5 separate regions of the Mus musculus genome follow, and all the other regions are linked to region 5. The links are chromatin contacts, called in public ChIA-PET and promoter capture Hi-C maps. All regions are on one chromosome and are shown on one strand. Each heading gives the region's core, a stretch centred on a gene start, on an enhancer-like site or on the middle of the called end of the contact. The rest is flanking DNA. Distances are from core to core; before and after follow the strand shown. Region 1 holds the start of 1700120B22Rik (RIKEN cDNA 1700120B22 gene). Region 2 holds the start of Atoh7 (atonal bHLH transcription factor 7). Region 3 holds the start of Sirt1 (sirtuin 1). Region 4 holds the start of Dnajc12 (DnaJ heat shock protein family (Hsp40) member C12). Region 5 holds the start of Kifbp (kinesin family binding protein).

Region 1 (3,548 bases), core at 337-2,836, 670 kb before region 5:
GTTTAATACTTATAATATGCTTGGGGTGACAGTCAGTTCTCTCAGTTTTAAAGGGCCATATACAAATGTTTAGGAAATGACATCACCTTCTACTATTCTTTGCAAAACTTAAAACAGTAACTGGCTTTAACTCTGCTATATAAGTACTCTAATGAAATTAGGTTTTCGTGTTTACATACATTTAATGAGAACAGTAAATAAGGCATGTGTCCAATGCCCAAACAAGCAAGTATCCAGCCAACTGCAGAAACATAATCTTCCAGTCCCCCACAGAACAATCTGATACCTACCTCCACATCAACAGAAAATGGAAGTTCTTATCTGTAACATAAATAAAAACAATAATGGAACTTTAGAAAAAAAATAACAATTTAAAGTAGACTATTCTCATTATTTGTACTAATAAGCTATGTACAAAATTAGAAATTATCAAGTCGTAATTTCAAACAATCGACTCCATTTTATAAGTCAAAATGCTAAGGTCGAGAACTCACTCTACTAATTTAATTTTAAAACCAAATCAATGTGATTATAATACATACCTCTAGGAAAATTACTTAAAGATGAAAAACAATCACAGGACTGCTGAGTTTTTTTTCCAAACAAGACCAGGTTGGAGGCAGGGTTAACTTTTGATAGGAAAATCTATATAACTTCTGCGCTTGAAAGACATACATTAAGGGGCTGAGAGATGTCTCTTTTAAAGGATCCTGATTCAATTCCCAGCACCCACATGGCTGCTCTCTGTGTGTAACTCCTCCCAGGGAATCAATCCTACGCCCTCTACTGGCTTCCTGCACTACGGGCACGCATGGTGCACAAACAAGTGAGGGAATCCTCCATTAACATTAAAAAAAAAAAAAAAACCCTTTACATTTCTTTAAAAAGCATGGTGCATTAAGAAGCATTAATAGAAGTCAGTCTTATCCTTGCTGTCCAAAATCACCTAAATTCCTTTCGCTGAATCTGAGGTTTCAAAACATAATTTTCTTGCATTTATGTTTATTTAGAAAGTGCCGAAGCTGTCTCACTCCACTCCTATCAGAAAAAGTTTGGGACACCAAAACTCGAAAGTTCCAGAGAGTTCTGCATTGTCTTTCCCTATCTCTCTCTCTGTGTTTTCAAGGCTAGCATCAGACAGGAACATAGCTCCGATTTCAATGCGCTTCGTTTGGGTACCCTTTTTTTTTTCCTCCAAAAAGTCAGAACCAGTATGGGAAAGACGTTCTCTCGCCAGCAACAGGTAGGAGAACGCAAGGCAGTTTGGTTTCCTCTTTCTCTGACCATGCACCTCACGATCAGCTCCCGCGGCCCGGGGCAGAGGAATGGTCTGCACACACCCAGCCTCACGGGCCGGCCAGCCAAACTCCCGCAGCTACCTATGGGCGAGCCGGGGAGAGGGTTCACCCCACCGGGCTCAGCCCCACGGCCTCGGCCCCAGGGAGACCCTTTCCCCGAGGGCGGTGCACCACTCCGGCCCCGGAAAACGTTGAGGACGCTGGCGCCCTTCCCCAAGGCCCCAGCGGAGCTCGCCTCCGTCACACTACCCCGAACCCACGGGGGGCAACGACTCACCGGGTCTCTCAGGGCAGGGAGAGCCCTAAGCGATGGAGGACGGACGCTCCCTGGACCTCTGGGCGGCTCTCCAGCTCCCAAGACCTTCCTCCTTCAGCCGGCCGCGGCGATTACCACGGCTCCTCCGACGTCCCCGACCGCAGCTCCGCTGCCTCTGCTGCCCGGCTCGCCCGTGAAACTTTCCCAGGCTCCTCCGAGAAACGCTGCCGCCAGCACTCTCCGGACCGAGAGACAAGCCGTCAGCGACCCGGATGGAGCGGGAGGGGAAGGGCTGGCGGTGAGCAGGGCGGAGACCACGAGGGGTGGAGAGAGCTGAGGGAGAGGCTGGCGACGAGGGAGAGCCAGGCGACAAGGGAGAGGGGCGGTGGTTTCGCGGGGGAGGGGGGAGGGGAGGGGCTGGCCGGAAGTGAGCCGGGGAGCATGCGCGACCCCGCCCACTTCCCCATTCGTGCGCCTGCGCGGGAGACCTCCCAGGGTTCGTCTGATCCAGGAGCCTGCGCAGTGTTGCGGTTCCCTGCTCTAAGACGCTAATGCAGCCGGCTAGGGCTAGAAGCTGTCAAATGTATTTTCTTTCTTCCTCTTCTTCTTCTTCTTCTTTTTTTTTTTTGTTCTTGTCCGTGTGTTTTTAACAATGCTTCGGCGTTGACAAGTGAAAATTTCATTTTGGTTTGTCTTTCTGCTTGGAGGGTTTTAGCCTTTTCATAATTTTATTCTACCTTTCCTAATTTTGGTTTTGAAGTAGCAGACGAAACCATCACAAATACGGTTAGAAAAGCCGATGATGACTCATTTTAAACCCTTAAACTCATCTGAACCTAATTTGAACATGTAAGATATATTGCTAGCAATGGAGCAATGGCTTAGTCTAATCTTACTGAATGTCAACATCTTTGCTTCAGGTTCCGGAACAGTGTTGGCTCACGTTTTCAGCTAACTTCTTGGAAGATACGAGGTTAAATTACCCAAACTCTTTCACTCAGAGAAAAACAGGGCTTACAGCTACAGTTCCTGCTTCATGAAAACGAAATCCAGATTTCACAGGCCAATTTTAACATCATCTTGATACTAAATCTGTGTGTGTTGTGGTCTCAAAAAAGGACCCAGTGAATGAATGGAGGACAATTTGTTGGAACAAGAAAAAGATTTGCTCGGTAAGCCGCCAAGACCAAGAGCATGGAGTAGCTTGCTGACATTTTAACCTTTTAAACAGAGGTTCCATGCTCTCTTTATCCTTAGGAGGAAACTCCGTAGCTATCAATCTCTGAGTGTGTGTCAATCGTGAAGAAGTGGGGAGGGGCGGGGGGTAGTCCCATGCTAAACAACTGTACTGCTAGCTTAGAGTGAAGGAAGCTCAAGACCTTTCCAGCAGAGGATAGGTGTAAATAAAATGACAGCCTCATTTTAAAAAAAAGAGACCTTGAAACGCAGTTTTGAAACTGTATAGTAGTTAGTTTTACACAGCGTTATGGCTTTACTGGGTGCTTTAGCCAGCTAAGCATGGCACTAAAGCTAAGTTTGGCTGTCTTCAAACTTGTGGACCCTCCCTTCAGAATGGTTAAGATTGCAGGTGTAGGCCATAGCACCTGGCTTATACCAACCATACTAGAGCCTGGTTGTTTGTTTGTTTGTTTTGGGTTTGTTTGTTTGTTTGTTTGTGGTTTTTCGAGACAGGGTTTTTCTGTATAGCTCTGGCTGTCCTGGAACTCATTTTGCAGACCAGGCTGGCCTCGAACTCAGAAATCCGCCTGCCTCTGCCTCCCAAGTGCTGGGATTAAAGGCGTGCGCCACCACACCGGGCTGAGCCTGGTATTTTTGAATGAATGTTAACAATCTGTGTAGTCAACCACAGTACACAGGTTGGTTGTTTTTATTTAAAAGTATGTTTCAGATTAGGAGATGGTTACTGATGTGTTTATTAAAAGATAAAGAAGTATTAATATATGTTCAATGGGGGTGAGGTGAGGTGTGGGGGA
Region 2 (3,959 bases), core at 222-2,721, 520 kb before region 5:
GTGTACAGTTAAAAAAATACAGAGCGCTCATACCCAAGTACTCTACCAGCTCCCCAACCCTCGACCCCAGGGGGGAAAAAAAAGTCTTACTCTATCTGATGCATGCACACACAATATACGGAGCATAAATGCATTTACACCACAAGGTAGCTGCTCAGAACATAAACAAGTCACATAATACAACTTCGCCCAATAGGGACAAACTTGCACAGTTTAAGAAGGTAACTAACTGTCTGATGGTTTAGTACCAGTCTTATTCAATCTTTTTTTTTTTTTTGACATGGGGTCTTAAATATTTAAATATATATGTTTCTCCACCTCCTGAATGACGCTAGGATTACAGGCCGTGCATCACCGTGCTCTGCCTAAGCGGCAGCTGGGGCTCAACCCCACTTTTATACATGCAAGACAAGTCCTCTACAAACTCGGCTAGACCCCAGCCCCGTTGTCTTAGGCTAAAAGGAACAGAGCATTATTTTCACAGCAGTCCAAAGTCATTCGCGATGTCCACTCATGAAACCTACAAAACACAAGAGAAGTGGAGATAGGGAGGCAATGAACTCATTTCATCTACCTGTTTGAAACGGGAAGGAAATTAAGCAGAAAAGGTGATTGAGTTTTCTCCCCTAAGACCCAAATGGCCCCGAGGCTTAGCTGGCCATGGGGAAGGGCTCCGGCTGGAAGCCGAAGAGCCTCTGCCCATAGGGCTCAGGGTCTACCTGGAGCCTAGCACCCGGGAAAGGGAGGTAGGGGTGATCGCGGCCCCGCTGCTCGCAGCGCAGCCCGACCCAGTCCCGCTCGGCTTCGGCTAGGATGCGGGTGAGCGCGATGATGTAGCTGAGCGCCATCTGCAGTGTCTCGTACTTGGACAGCTTCTTGTCCTGGCCCCACTGCGGCACCACCCTGCGCAGCCGGTCGAACGCCGTGTTCAGCCCCTGCATGCGGCGCCGCTCGCGCGCGTTGGCCGCCAGACGCCTGCGCGCCGCGCTCTCCAGCCGCCCGGGCCCCGCGCACGAGACCGCGCGCTCGGCTGCGCCCGCGCACGGGGGCGCGCCGCGAGCTCCCGCCGGAGGGCCGTGGGGTTTGCAGGCCGACTTCATCCACGCTGCCGCTCTGCAGGACTCCCAAGAGTGAATAAGACACAGACGGAGCGACTCACGTGCAGTCAGTCAGTGGCCAGAGGACACTGTGTGGGACCCTAGCTTGGGTCCTGCTGGGAAGTCCCTTCCCTTGCCCAGATGCAGTGGAAGTGATGCTCAGGAAAAAGTCATTCCTCCCCACTCCACCCCAAACACGTAAAGTTGAACGAGGAGGAAACTTTCTTGCAGTTTGCTGCGGATCGTTCTTGGGGGTCGGGGATAGAAAGCCTTTCCAGTTCTCTGGGAAAGCCTGAGACTGCTTTTCGGGGTGACGAAATCTTCCCAGAAGCTCTGCTAGGTCAGGAGCGTTTGGACAGCTTGCAGTAGATGTCGGACAGAGCGATGAGGGAGGAGAATTTATAGCCCAGGGCTCAAGGAGGGAACAGGTGGTGGCAGGTGGGCGGGCGTCCCTCCGCTCCCATCTCAGCACCTTCCTACCCTGGGAACGGCAGGGGGGAGGGGGCGACGCACAGCAAAATCCTGACATCATTGCCTTCGTCTGTTGAAGTGTCTCCAAAGCTATGTCCAACGCTAACTAACACACCATCTGGAGTGGCCTGGTCTGACTGTCCCCAATAGAATAAGAAGGTGGGGGTGAAGGGAGAGCCTGGTCCATCTTTTCCCAAACCAGCAGGAAGCTTACATATCAAAAAACAAAGGCCGGGTTTTTAAATGATTAAGTAGAAAAATCATTTTGCGGGAAGATGTTGCTTCTAACATTGCTAGGGCGTATCCGAAGGTTATCAAGATTTTGCTTTGTTAAGAAGCGGCGATAAAGTATTAACATTTTCATTTAATTTACTAAATAAATTCATACAAATTAGGAAATCCAAATACTGTTGCAGGCCTGGAATGTGACTCTGTGAATAATTTCTGTGAAACAACTTAAGATGAATCCAAAGATACAAATGTGTCAGTGTTCACCTCGATACTATGTTCTGTGGGTTCCAAGGCCTTGACAGGTTTATTCAGCAGCTCTATTTCATTTTCTTGTTCATTAATATTGAGCCACAAACTGAAATGATAACTAATCGCTTCATTGTTTACCATTTAAACTTAACAAGACATCTTCATGCACGTGTGTATGCAAAAACGGAAACATCTAAATAATTTGGGGAGTTTAAAAAAATCTTAATGCATTTTCTTTTTGCCTGTCTCTTATACCACTAAAAATATTTCATGCAATTCAGTGTTGTTCTATGTCCTCTGTCCTCAAGAACAGTAACAAAACATGATTTCCACCACTGATAATTATTAGATTTACACAGAGAAATCTTTAATTATCCCCTCTCGTCTCAGCTTGTTTCTTGTTTTTCAGGGGAGTGTAAAGGCAAAGAAACAGGCTCTAATATTTTCAGTTCTATATTTCAGGAAGGGCCAAGGAAGCTCTCTCTCCTTTCGAACCATGGATGTAACCTCAGATTTTTTTGTTTAGTTAAATCGTCTACATACAAATCAAGAGGCCTTTTAACTTGGACTTGTTTACCCCGCTGGTACCTCAGACTACAGCCCCAACACCACCACCCTGACTTCAAGCCCCGTCTTCCCATAAATAGTTTATTAGTCCCCAGCTAAAGCACTGACGGGGAAATGAAGTTGAATAACTTGAAGACAATGGGAAGCAATTGAACATTAATAATCTTCAGAGCGACAGATGTTGGACACAGACTTTTTGCACAGAGCCACTCAGCTCCATCACTCCTCGGTCCTAACAGTCACGTTGGGAGCAGCAGTTCTGCGCTGGGAACAACTGTGTTCTTTAGTCATCAGGATGTCAAACGTTCGCTTTTTAAGGTTTTCGCAGAAGTCTGCTTTCTTTGGGCTATTGTTCTTCGTATTAATTTAGCTCACCCTCCTCCCCTGAAGAGTCCCCTCTAGGAGACACCGCGGATTATCTCCCTGCACAACAGCCCATGTATTCCTGCCCATTAGTGTCCAGAGTATTAATAAGACATATGGTTTTGCAAATTGTGTATCCGGGATAGGTTAAGATTTCTTGGTCCACCTAACCAGAGAATCAAAAGCATTATCATAAAGGGGAAGAAGAAACACTGGAACACAAGCTACATGTGACATGAAATTGATCCAAAGTTAGAGGACCTTAACTAAAAGGGTGTCAGGGGGCGGCGGCGGGGGGGGGGGCGGGGGAGCATCTAGTAACGCACTTCCCACAGGCTTCTTGGAAGACATTGAGAGCACTGCTATCCCACACCTGGACAGTCCTGTGACACTCATGACGGAAAATCGGCACAGGAGAGATTCTGAGATCAATAGGAGAAGAAGAAATCTATTGACATCAGCATTGAACCGACCTGATCGAACCCAGAATTCTCTTCGACACAGTTATGAACACGCTACATAGCTGAGGGTGACCTATCCCTCTAACGTGACGGATTACGGGTGTGTGGGGGGCTGGGCTTCTGACATACTAGGCAAACAATGCCCTGGCTCAGCTTATCCCTCGCCTCCATTTATCTTATAGAGAAGATATCAGTTCAGGGACCCAGAACTATGCTTGGAAACTGGAAACATATATGGCTGGATTAAGAAAATAGGTCAAGTCTCTTGAATCCTTTTATATTGGAGGCTTTAAAACTTGAGATTTCAAGGGCTGGAAAGATGGCTCAGTGGTTAAGAGCACCGGCTCTTCTTCCAGAGGTCCTGAGTTCAGCTAACCACATGTTAGCTCACAACCATCTGTAATGGTATTTGATGCCCTTCTCTGGTGTGTCCGAGGAGAACCACAATGTACTCACATACATAAAATAAATAAATCTTAAAAAAAAAAAAAAAGACGAGATTTCAGCCAGGCAGTGGTGG
Region 3 (3,692 bases), core at 1,008-3,507, 760 kb before region 5:
CACTCTACAGTTCTGTCTGCCTTGGAACTTGCTATGTAAACTATGCGGGCCTCAAATCTCCATTCTGCCTCCTGAGTGCTAAGGTTGAAAGTGTGTTCAGCCACATCCATCCTGGGCCTAAGGATTTTTAAAAATTGTTTGCATTGTTTGTGAGTGTGAGTGTGTGTGTGTGTGTGTGTGTGTATGCTCGAGTGCACAAAACACCTTTGGAAATCAGAATAGTCTGGAACTGGAGTTACAGGTGGTTGTGAGCCACCTGAAATAGGTGCTGGGAACCAAATTCAAGTTCTCTGAAAGATTATTGCATGTGCTTAACCACTGAGCTATAGCAACACTCCCAGGTTTAATATTTTAATTTTAATTATTTTTTTTTTTTTAGTCTTTGAGCCTACGTGGCCCTGGCTTGCCTGAACTTCATATGTACACCAGGATGCCTAGATTTGCCTGCATCTGCCTCAAGTGCAGGGAGTAAAGGTCTGTCCCATCATGCCAGGCTCCTGAGTCCTGTTGTAAAAGGTGTGTGCTGCCACGTGTGGCTAGTGTTTTGTTTTTGAGATAGGGTGGGATCAAATTTATTACCTAGTGCAAATGGATTTAATTTTCTGATCCTGCTGCCTCTAACTCTAAAATCTGGGGAAACCCCACTGTAATTGAACCATGTGCAATTGAGCCCTAATGATCCAAATGGATACAGGTGCTCAGAATTTCATGGTAACTAGAAAGTGAAGGGGCTTAGAGTTGTGAAGGAACTAAGGATTATTTAAAAAATTATTTAAATATGTATTTTTATGCTGGGCTTGCTGGTGTACATCTTTAATCCCAGCAGTTCAAGAAGCAGAGGCAGGTGGCCTCTGAGTTCAAGGACAGCCTGATCTACAGAGTTCCTGGACAGCCAGGGCTACACAGAGAAACCCTAACTCATAAAACAACAACAAAGAGGATTTTTATGTGTTTGGGTCTTTTGGCTCCATACATGTCTGTGTTTACCAAAAGCAGGTGTCAGATCTGAAGGTATGAGCTGTCATGTGGATGATGGGAGTCAAACCTAGGGCCTCTGCAGGAGCAACAAGTGCTGTTAACTACAGAGCCATTTCTACAATTCTAGAAGTAAGATTATTTTTTCGAGACAGGGTTTCTTTGTGTAGCCTTGGCTGTCCTAGTGAACCTCCTCCTGTCTCCTCCAGCTTGCTGGGATTAAAGGCCTGTGCCACCATCAACTGCCTAGGATTTTAAAACTAATGTCATTTACTTTAAACCTGACTAGCTGATTTCTCATGGTCTATCGTTTTAAATTTCGTTTTTGAGACGAGGTCTTATGTATTCCAGGCCTTTTTTGAACTTCCTAAGTAGTTGGAGATTACCTTCAACTTACCCTCCTTCCTCCCTCTCTCTAGGGCTTCGGGGTTGTCTGGCAAGCGTGACTTTACAACTGAGCTACAGTCTCTTTCGGTCCTGGCCCTGTCATTTTAGAGATGATTAAAAACTGGGCTTAGAAAAGGTTCAGTCAATCGCCCAAGTCACAAGAGCCCAGGCCCAATCTGACTCTTAACACAGAAGTTTGTGGAGAACCAACCACTCTCCCTTCTGTCCTCTCTCTTGCTGCCCCAAGAGATGAATTTTACCAAAGACTAAAGCGAGGTACAGAGGACCTGGTGGGTCCAGAGAGCAGATAGGGCGGGTCCTCAATCGCCAGATCTTTCCAGGAGGGCAACAGGCCCCGAGGGCTGGCTTGGGCATTCCATTGCACTTGAGAAGGGAGATTGGGAGAGAGCGCAAACTTCCTGAGGAGAGACCACAGGGGTAACCTGAGGAAGAGCTGTCACAGAGCAAGGGCAAGGCAGGTGGAGGAGTTCTCCTCAGGAAGGCCGGCGTCGGCCAGGTTGGGCTCTCCAGAGCCCCTGAGGTAAAAGCCGACTTGAGGCGAAGAGGCGCAGGCAGGCAAGGTGCACGCGTGAGGCCCAGGTGGGAAGTGGCGGCGCCATCGCAAACTTGAACCACCGCGGCGATCCCGGACGAGCAAGCGAGCGAGCGAGCGAGCGAGCGAACGGGTCGGGCGGGCGGGAGGCGCCAGAGGCCGCTGAGGGGAGCCGAGCCGCCCTGGGTGGGGCCGGGAAGGGCCCAGGCCGCGGGCGGCGCCCGGCCACGTGACCCGGCGTGTTGTGGTCCGGCCCGCGTGGGTGGCGGGAGAGGCGCGGGGGCGGGGAGGGGCGGGTCACGTGACGGGGTTTAAATCTCCCGCAGCCGAGCCGCGGGGGCGCCAGTGCCGCGCGTCGAGCGGAGCAGAGGAGGCGAGGGCGGAGGGCCAGAGAGGCAGTTGGAAGATGGCGGACGAGGTGGCGCTCGCCCTTCAGGCCGCCGGCTCCCCTTCCGCGGCGGCCGCCATGGAGGCCGCGTCGCAGCCGGCGGACGAGCCGCTCCGCAAGAGGCCCCGCCGAGACGGGCCTGGCCTCGGGCGCAGCCCGGGCGAGCCGAGCGCAGCAGTGGCGCCGGCGGCCGCGGGGTGTGAGGCGGCGAGCGCCGCGGCCCCGGCGGCGCTGTGGCGGGAGGCGGCAGGGGCGGCGGCGAGCGCGGAGCGGGAGGCCCCGGCGACGGCCGTGGCCGGGGACGGAGACAATGGGTCCGGCCTGCGGCGGGAGCCGAGGGCGGCTGACGACTTCGACGACGACGAGGGCGAGGAGGAGGACGAGGCGGCGGCGGCAGCGGCGGCGGCAGCGATCGGCTACCGAGGTGAGTCCGCGCGCGCTGCCGCGCAGCCGCGTCCCTCCGCGTCCCCGCCTGTGACCCGGTCCCAGGTTGCCCAGGGCCCCGAGAGCTCCGCGGGCTCCGCGGCGGCGGCGGCGGCAGCGGCGCAGCTCGGCCCTGGCTCGGCCGCGCGCCGCCGAGCTCGCCGGCCCTGCTGCGGAGCCGCGCGCGGACTCGCCGCTCGCCTGGGCCGCCTTGCGCTGCTGCGCGCAGTCGCCGGGACCGCGGTTCTCGCAGTTTGGCGTTAGAGTGAAGTTTTCCCTCCCTCGGTTTGGTTTCCCTCCCGATGCGCCTTTAGTGAAGTTATAGTTTTCCTCACTGCACACTTTGCTTTGCGACTTTGGGGCTGTCCCGTGGATCGACATGCGATTTCGTTTTGCAAACTGACACCTGTGTTGCTTTTTTTTTTTTTTTTCTTTTTTGGATAGACCTATGTCTTTTTTTGAAGTTAGAAATTTTAATACACCAAAGCTATTTCTTGAGACACAGTCTAAAAAATGTAAGGAAATGGCTATTCCTAAAAATGTTGCTTTTCTGCGATTGCATTTATCACTTCGATATAGAGGAGTTATAGTTGTACTGTACTTTCGTAAGTTTTCTTTTCCTTTCAAAATCATGCTCGCAACATTTTTAGATTAACAAACCTGAAACAAACCTGCTTGGTTTTGCCCTATTGACGCCAAACGTTTGGGTTACTTTTTTGTTTTGTTTTTGTAATAATGCCACTTATCGTCTTCCTGAAAAGCTTTGTACAGAATTTATCAGAGTCTGTCAGTGCCCTTGTAGATGTTTGTGGCTCGTATAATGGTGCCATGAATTAAAAAACAACAAAACGTGTTAGGGACTGAAATAGGAAATGACCCTTGATGTCAGGTATTAAAGGGGAAACAAGTCGCATAAAGTATGCTTCGTGTTCTTTAAATCATACATTTACTAACACCCAGTGGCTG
Region 4 (3,566 bases), core at 387-2,886, 810 kb before region 5:
GTGTGTGGCTTATCTAGAGAAACAGACTACCATAGCCTCAATGAAGCCAAAGCAAGGCTTAATTCAGAGTAAGAACTAAGGAACTGTCATGCAAAAGGGACTGCAGTAAGCATAGTTTTGGGGGGTTGGTTTTGTTTGTTTTATTTGGGGGATCGGCCCTTAGAATTACAGTACACAGGTCATCCATCTTGGTGTCTTAAGTGACTCTTGAACCAAAGATCTGGTCCAACCCAACATACAAAGGTTCAACGAATAAAACATAATTTTTAAATAAAAATGTATGTGTAGTAGGATATTTCTTTAAACTAATTATAACTATCGATGTTTAAAAAAAAATTGGCTTTGTGGCTAAGCATGGTGGCACATGCCTTTAATCCCATCACCTATGAGGCAGAGGCAAGTTATGTCTGTGAACCATGGCCAACTTGATCTACATGCTGAGATGGTGAGTTCCAAGCCAACTCTGTCTCAAAAACAAAAACAAAACAAAACAAACAAAAAAGTAATGCAGGCTATATGACAGAGTAAGTATCCCTACTCAGCCAAATAGAACCCAAATGCACATACATATATACATACAGGCATGCATGCATGCACATAAAACAAAAATAATAAGTCTTTAAAAGAATAACACATTTGGCTGGGCGTGGTGGCTCACGCCTTTAATCCCAGCACTCGGGAGGCAGAGGCAGGCGGATTCCTGAGTTCGAGGCCAGCCTGGTCTATAAAGTGAGTTCCAGAACAGCCAGGGCTATACAGACAAACCCTGTCTCGAAAAAAAAAAGAATAACACATTTGTCTCAAGTATATGATGTCTAAGGGAAGCATTACTTTCTTTAAAAGAAAAATCTCCCACCAGATATGACATCTAACTTGATTTGATTTGAAATTATAATGGTATTTAATACCATTTGAGGTTATAATGGTACTATAAAATCCATGAGACTTTCTCTGAACGAGGAGACTACAGACAGGGGGCCCCGCCTCCTGAGCTCTAAATCGCAGCCTTTACTTAGGCAGTGGCTCTCAACCTTCCTAATGCTGCGACTCTTTAGTACAGTTCCTCACGTTGCGGTAACCCCCAACCATAAAATTATTTCGTTGCTACTTCATAACTGTAATTTTGCTGCGTTTATGAATTGTAATTAAAAATATTTGATGTGCAGGATATCTGATATGCGACCCCAAGTCCGTAGCAACCCACAGGTTGAGAACCGCTGCTCTAAATAAATAAAAACTGTATGTGGTCCCTCTCCCAGCTAATACTTTGAAGTTCGGAGTCCTTTCCTCAAATTAACCAGCAAGCATTTTAATCCTTCACTTTCTCCGAGCCGAAACTCCTTCCAAATGGTACGAGGTTGGAGTTCCAGGAGACGTGGCTGATCTCAAAGGCGACCTGGTGAGAACCTGCAACCCTGCTTACCGAGGAGAGCTCATCGCATCCCAGCAAGGCGTAGTAGTCCTCGCTGCCCTCCGGCCTGTAGTTCAGTATCGCGTCCATTTACAGCGGATGAGTCAGTCCTCTCCGACGCCACCGACACTGTGAGCTCCGGGGCGACAGCAAAGCTCTTTACATTTCAGCAGGACTTTCCAAACCAGCGAGCACCCAGACGTCAAGCCAGCCCTTTGCAAACACAGCTTCTCATTGGCTGTTTGCCCAGGATCGAGCCTGCCATGCGGGGCTGCTGGGATCTGTAGTTTGGGGTTTGTTGTTGCTGTTGGGTTTTTTGTTGCTGTTGTGTTTTGTTGTTGTTGTTGTTGTTGTTGTTGTTGTTGTTGCTGCTGCTGCTGCTGCTGCTGCTGCTGCTGCTGCTGCTGCTGCTGCTGCTGCTGCTGGTGATGCTATTGTTTGTCGTTGATGTTGTTTTGGTTTGGTTTGGTTTGCTCTTTACTTTTTGCTTTCATTGAAAAAATTTGTTTCATACAATATATATTCTGATTATGGTTCCCCGGTCCCAACTCCTCCCAGATCCTCCCCTCTCCTTCACTCACCCAACATCTCGCCTTTTTTTTTCCCCCTTCTCTCGTTAGAAAACAAATTTTAAAAACTAAAATAAAAGAATTTAGAGAAAAATAATGGAAGAAACACATGCAAACAAAATCTATAAAATTAAAAACACGGGCTGGAGACATGGCTCAGCGGTTAAGAGCACTGACTACTCTTCCAAAGGTCCTGAGTTCAATTCCCAGCAACCACATGGTGGCTCACAACCATCTGTAATGGGATCTGATGCCCTCCCTCTTCTGATGTGTCTGAAGACAGCTACAGTGTACTCACATATATAAAATGAATGAATTAATCTTTAAAAAAAATTAAAAACACAAACTGGGAAACCATAACATACCAGCAGAAGGCCAGTAATTTTTTTTTATGCAATATAAAACAAAAAGGCTTTAAAAAATACCATTGTCAGCAACCACATGGTGGCTCATAACCATCCATAATGAGATCTGATGCCCTCTTCTGGTGTGTCTGAATACAGCTACAGTGTACTTACATATAATAAATAAATAAATCTTTTTTAAAAAATACCATTGAGTTTGTTCTGTGTTACCCGTTTCCTGCTGGGCACGGAGCCCACCCTTAAGTGTGCCTAATATACCCAGTGAGACCCCGCTACAGAGAACTACTTTTTCCTTGATGATATCAACTGAAGATGGCTTGTTGGTTAGGGATGGGAGGCCATCTCTACTTCCCCTCTCAGTGCTGGGACCTCATCTGGCTTGAACACGGACAGGCCTGTGTGTGCTCTCACAGTCTCTGTGAGGTCCTATGTGCCTCGGTGGAGTTTGAGTATTGACATGGTGATTTTTTTTTTTCCTATTAGCTAATCGGAAGTCAGTTTTGACAATTTAGTGTAAAACTGTTACTAATTTATTGTACCTCTGTTACTTGGATAGTTTTTTTTTTAACCTATTTTTTTAAGAGACAGAAGAAAATGTGAAGCAAGTTTTTAAGATTTGGTCAATTAGAAAGATACTTTTCCAAGTGTCTAAAATAGCATGTAATTTGGGGCGGTTGTAGATGTAGCCCGGTGGCCAGCATTTTTGACTGCCACCAGCCAGGCCCTAGGGAAAGGAGAAAGGGAAGGGGAGGGGAAGAGGGGAAGGGAGGAGAAGGGAAGGGAGAGAGGGGAGAGAAGGGGAGGAGAGAGGGGAGGGGGACGGGGAGGGAGAACAGGGGAAGTGGGAAGGGACAAGGAGAGGAGACTGAGAAGAGATCATTAATTCTGTTTTTGGTTTTGGTTTCTTCGAGACGGGGTGTAGCCCTGGCTACTCTCTGTAGAACTCACTCTGTAGACCAGGCTGGCCTCGAACTCAGAAACCCTCCTGCCTCTGCTTCCCAAGTGCTGGGATTAAAGGCATGTGGCACCCTGAGATCATTGATTCAGAAATCAGGGACTGAAGAGATGGCTAGCGGTGAGAAGCACTTGCTGCACTTCCAGAGAGCTTCAGTTCAGTTTCCAGTGCCCAGCACCTCGCTAATTCCAGCTCCAGGAGATCCGACACCTCCCGGCTTCCAAGGACATCTGCACTAAGGTGTACACACACACTGCCACATAATT
Region 5 (3,973 bases), core at 605-3,104:
AAAATGAATTGCTGTATAAAGTACTGCATTATGCCATAATAAAGATACCGATGCTTTATATTTAGTTCTTGGTGGCTTTTATTTTATAGCAGTGACTGCTAGGTCTGTAAATCTAGTAGCTTGGCTTGCCTTTTGTGTATACTGCATTAAAGCAGATCAGGTTATAACGGGGAGTTAGCCTTGGCTAAATTGTCATAAAAATGAACGCAATCCTATGTTAACATACCTTCACTGTCTTCAGACACACCAGAAGAGGGCATCGGATCCCCCATTACAGATGGTTGTGAGCCACCGTGTGGTTGCTGGGGTTTGAACTCAGGACCTCTTGGAAGAGCAGTCACTGCCATCCCCCCAGCCCTTCAGTGGGCCATTTTCTACAGGTTCATTTCTTGAATCATCCATTCAAGTTTTGTGAATTGCTCTCTTCCCCTAACATCCTATGTTTACCTTTCAATATGTATGTACATACATTTTAAGACTTAAAATAATTTTACATTTAATAAATGTTTTCAAGACAGATCTCACTGTGTATCTCTGGCTGTCTTGGAACTATGTAGACTTGTAGCACAACCAATTCTGAGCTTATCCCTGACCAGCTTACAAATAAGTGAGACTCACACTATGGTTATTTTATTTGGCTTTGACAATTACTGGGGGATAATCTCTAATCTATTTTTCCAACTGCTGACCTGGCTTCTTTCCCAGCAGTGTTCCCCCAAGTAATTGCTGTTTCTCCTGCCGTGTGCTCATGGTCCATCTCTCCTGGCTCTTGTTCTACTCTCTCCAATGCTCAACAAGGAAACCCACCTACCTCTGATCCCTGCAGTTATTAGCTGTAGCCTTTGTTGTTTGTTTTTGTTATTTCGAGACAGGATTTCTGTGTAGCCCTGGCTGTCCTGAACTTTGTAGACCAGGCTAGCCTTGTACTCAGAAATCCGCCTGCTTCTGCCTCCCCAGTGCTGGGATTAAAAGCGTGTGCCACCACGCCCGGCAGCTGTAGCCATTTTTTTTTTTTTTTTTTTTTTTTGGTTTTTCGAGACAGGGTTTCTCTGTATAGCCCTGGCTGTCCTGGAGCTCACTTTGTAGACCAGGCTGGCCTCGAACTCAGAAATCCGCCTGCCTCTGCCTCCCGAGTGCTGGGATTAAAGGCGTGCGCCACCACGCCCGGCTAGCTGTAGCCATTTTTATTTAACCAAATTAAGTTTTAAATTAAGGAATAAAGTTTGTACAACAAAAGCTGGTAAGCATGAGAATTTAATCATAGGCTACAGAATTTAGCATTACAATACATATCAACACTGGCCCCTGTGTCAGCCTGCAGATAATTGGCACCATGCCTAGCTCAGAGCCTTTATAGAATTTTCAGGGACTGGGCGGTGGTGGTGTGAGGTGGCTCTAGTAAGTAAAGGCTGCGGAGGCTGAGCCTGAGGATCTGAATTTGATCCCTGAGACCTGGGTACCTGGGTTGTAGTTTCCTACAACTATAATTTTTAACTGTGATAGCGTAATACATTAGTGGTGAAAGATTCTTGCCTATGAACTTGAGCAGTTATCGAAAGATGTTAGTGTTAAATTTCATTTAAGCTAGGGATTGACTTTACGATAGGCTAGTACCTTACCCCTAAGAATCATTCTGATTCTGAACATTTTTGTATAAACTACATTTTGGGATGAAGCAGGAGAAGCCATACTGCTCAAGGGTAGCAGCGGAAGGCTCTGTATTCCCTGACAGCTTCGTTTCCTTGACGACGGCTGTTGTGGCGACCAGAACATCCTCCCATTGGCTGCTGCCGAGCGTCTAGCGCTCCCCTCTACCGACTTCATTGGTCGGCGCTCCACAGTCACGACACGTCGTAAATGAAGTGTCGCAACGCGGAGGCCTCCAGTGGCTGCTGGTCCACGGACGGGGAGGCGGCCGTCAGCTCAGGCCGCGATGGCGAACGCTCCGGGGCCAGAGATCCGCGAGAAGTTCCAGGCAGCGCTGGCCCTGTCGCGGGTGGAGCTGCACAAGAACCCGGAGAAGGAGCCGTACAAGTCCAAGTACGGCGCGCGCGCGCTGTTGGAGGAGGTGCGCGCGCTGCTGGGCCCGGCGCCCGAGGACGAGGACGAGCCGGCTGCTGACGATGGGCCGGGCGACCAGGCCTTGGGCGCGGGTGAGCCCCGGGAGGCTGAGGGCCCCGGAGCGCAGCGGGCGCTGCGCCTCGCGGTGGTCGAGTTCCACCTTGGTGTGAACCACATCGACACGGAGGAACTGTCTGCCGGCGAGGAGCATCTGGTCAGGTGCCTGTCGTTGCTGCGCCCCTACCGCCTGTCGCTCGGCTGTGTGTCTCTCTACATCCAGGCGCAGGTGAGATGCTGAGGCGGGAGTTCTGCATCCAAAACGCTCCTCCTGGCTGCGCACGTCTCTCAGTTGGTTCAGTCCCCAGCATTGCACAACACCCGGCCTGAAATTCCAGTACTAGGGAGGCTGCGGCAGGAGGATTGCTTTGGGTTCTTGGCTAGCCTGGGTTTCATAGCGAAGTTTAGTCCCTTTTAATTTGTCATAACACCTACCCTCCATCTGCCTACCAACTCCCTCTGAGTTCTCGCCGCCTACTCCAGCCTCACTTGCTACTTTCCGTAATCCTGGGCAGAAAACCTAAGCGTCCGAATCAGCGCCTCCCAACCCAATGACAAGCTTAGTTTCATTCTGTGAAGAAATAATCCAACGGGATTCGAATGGAATGAACAGGACAAGGGATCGCAAGAATGATCCAATCTTAAATGTTGTTGTTGTTAATGGCCAAAATCTTAAAACTTTATTCTTTACCACATTCATCTTGTTTGCTCAGCAAGGAATTCGTACCTTTTCCTTAAACTGTCTCGACAACCTTTTAATAACTTTTTATTTTTTGTTTGTGTTTAGACATCCATTTGTGTCTGCAATGCTTAACTTCGACTGTCTTCACCTCCTGAGTGCTAGGACCCCCTCCCCCTTTTCCTTTCAGAGTCTTGTAGCCCAGGCTGCCTTTAACCCATGATCCCCCCACCTCAGCCTCCCTGCTGAGGTTATCGGAACTCTTGTTTGGACTAACTCTATCTGGTCCAAACTGATCTCACCTTCCATCCTTTACATTTTTATAAGCAGCAAGTGCGACTTTCTGCTCTGGAGAACATAACATTTCAAAATTCAAATAGTGGGTAGAGTTTTCCAGGCCCTTGGGTGTAGCTCAGTGGTACAGCATTTACCTAGTGCTCCAGGTTTCATCTCCACACTATGGGGGAAAAAAGACAGATAATGTCGGACTCTGTTGTGCCAGGTTACTTTCTTAGGGTTATAGATGGTTTCATCCTCCAGTCCAGATATGTGTACCAGGGAATATTTACTAAGCTTGATTGTTGGGTAGGTAGGCCTTTCAGGAAAGTCTCAAAACTTAGAAGAAAATGGTATGCCATATTCTTTTATGATGGCTCAATAAAATTAAAAGCCAAATACTAACAGGCACTGCCTGTCCCTTTTGCTCACAGCTCCAGCAGGTGGCACAGATAGGGATATTTTCCATGTTTGTTTGGGAGCTAAAGACATTAGTAAGGGGTTCAGTTCAAGCAACACTTCAGTGTGATGGTGGTGCACGCCTTTAATCCCAGAAATTGAGGCAGGAGGATTTCTGAGTTTGAGGCCAGGCTGGTCTACATCGTGACTTTCAGGACAGCCAGGGCTACACAGGGAAAAAAATCTTGTTTCAGAAAACCAAAGGGAAAAAGAATAAAGTAACCTTCTTCATTGATTCCTAAATTAAGCTTTAACCCTGTGTTGACTGGATTTGGAATCAATCAAGAGATGCCCCTTGTCATCTGGGAGGGTGTTTCCAAAGAGGTTAAACTGTGAATGTGAGTGGCTGCCTCCCTTGGGTAATACCAGCAAGTGCCGACATTTCCCTCTACTGAGTGTGGATTCAGTCACCCCGGCCACACTGTGCTCCTTCCACAACAC

Evidence for each region. Promoter capture Hi-C pulls out the DNA fragments that hold promoters and counts their contacts. ChIA-PET counts read pairs in DNA pulled down with a chosen protein or histone mark.
Region 1: an RNA polymerase II ChIA-PET map of memory CD8 T cells shows a contact between it and region 5, with 66 read pairs. The contact joins the promoter of 1700120B22Rik here to the promoter of Kifbp in region 5. A contact is called at or near these places in 1 of 39 promoter capture datasets (pre-B cells), 1 of 115 datasets of contacts at active chromatin or transcription factors (memory CD8 T cells) and 1 of 9 other capture datasets (liver).
Region 2: a contact with region 5 is called in a promoter capture Hi-C map of hippocampal neurons, with 2.0 times the contacts expected there. The contact joins the promoter of Atoh7 here to the promoter of Kifbp in region 5. A contact is called at or near these places in 2 of 39 promoter capture datasets (cranial neural crest and hippocampal neurons) and 1 of 9 other capture datasets (liver).
Region 3: a contact with region 5 is called in an RNA polymerase II ChIA-PET map of memory CD8 T cells, with 62 read pairs. The contact joins the promoter of Sirt1 here to the promoter of Kifbp in region 5. A contact is called at or near these places in 5 of 39 promoter capture datasets (the SN4741 cell line, cranial neural crest, hippocampal neurons and 2 more), 1 of 115 datasets of contacts at active chromatin or transcription factors (memory CD8 T cells) and 4 of 9 other capture datasets (adipose tissue, embryonic stem cells, liver and 1 more).
Region 4: a contact with region 5 is called in an RNA polymerase II ChIA-PET map of memory CD8 T cells, with 20 read pairs. The contact joins the promoter of Dnajc12 here to the promoter of Kifbp in region 5. A contact is called at or near these places in 4 of 39 promoter capture datasets (the C10 cell line, hippocampal neurons, liver and 1 more), 3 of 484 Hi-C or Micro-C datasets (myocytes, pro-B cells and regulatory T cells), 2 of 115 datasets of contacts at active chromatin or transcription factors (embryonic forebrain and memory CD8 T cells) and 2 of 9 other capture datasets (adipose tissue and liver).

What each region holds. Positions count from the first base shown.
Region 1 is chr10:63,242,191-63,245,738 of GRCm38.p6, reverse strand. 1700120B22Rik (RIKEN cDNA 1700120B22 gene) reads left to right here and starts at 1,586. Exons shown (of 2, transcript NR_166111.1): 1 at 1,586-1,852; 2 at 2,475-3,508. It overlaps Herc4 (hect domain and RLD 4), which reads right to left and starts at 1,942. Exons shown (of 25, transcript NM_026101.4): 1 at 1,576-1,942; 2 at 291-321.
Region 2 is chr10:63,097,297-63,101,255 of GRCm38.p6, reverse strand. It overlaps Atoh7 (atonal bHLH transcription factor 7), which reads right to left and starts at 1,471. Exons shown (of 2, transcript NM_001364648.2): 1 at 720-1,471; 2 at 1-520. The coding sequence starts at 1,100. The coding sequence ends at 512.
Region 3 is chr10:63,337,600-63,341,291 of GRCm38.p6, reverse strand. It overlaps Sirt1 (sirtuin 1), which reads left to right and starts at 2,257. Exons shown (of 9, transcript NM_019812.3): 1 at 2,257-2,727. The coding sequence starts at 2,322. RefSeq lists a promoter at 1,693-2,321.
Region 4 is chr10:63,384,633-63,388,198 of GRCm38.p6, reverse strand. It overlaps Dnajc12 (DnaJ heat shock protein family (Hsp40) member C12), which reads right to left and starts at 1,636. Exons shown (of 5, transcript NM_013888.3): 1 at 1,424-1,636. The coding sequence starts at 1,501.
Region 5 is chr10:62,576,338-62,580,310 of GRCm38.p6, reverse strand. Kifbp (kinesin family binding protein) reads left to right here and starts at 1,854. Exons shown (of 7, transcript NM_028197.2): 1 at 1,854-2,347. The coding sequence starts at 1,934. It overlaps Ddx21 (DExD box helicase 21), which reads left to right. Exons shown (of 15, transcript NM_019553.2): 15 at 1-64.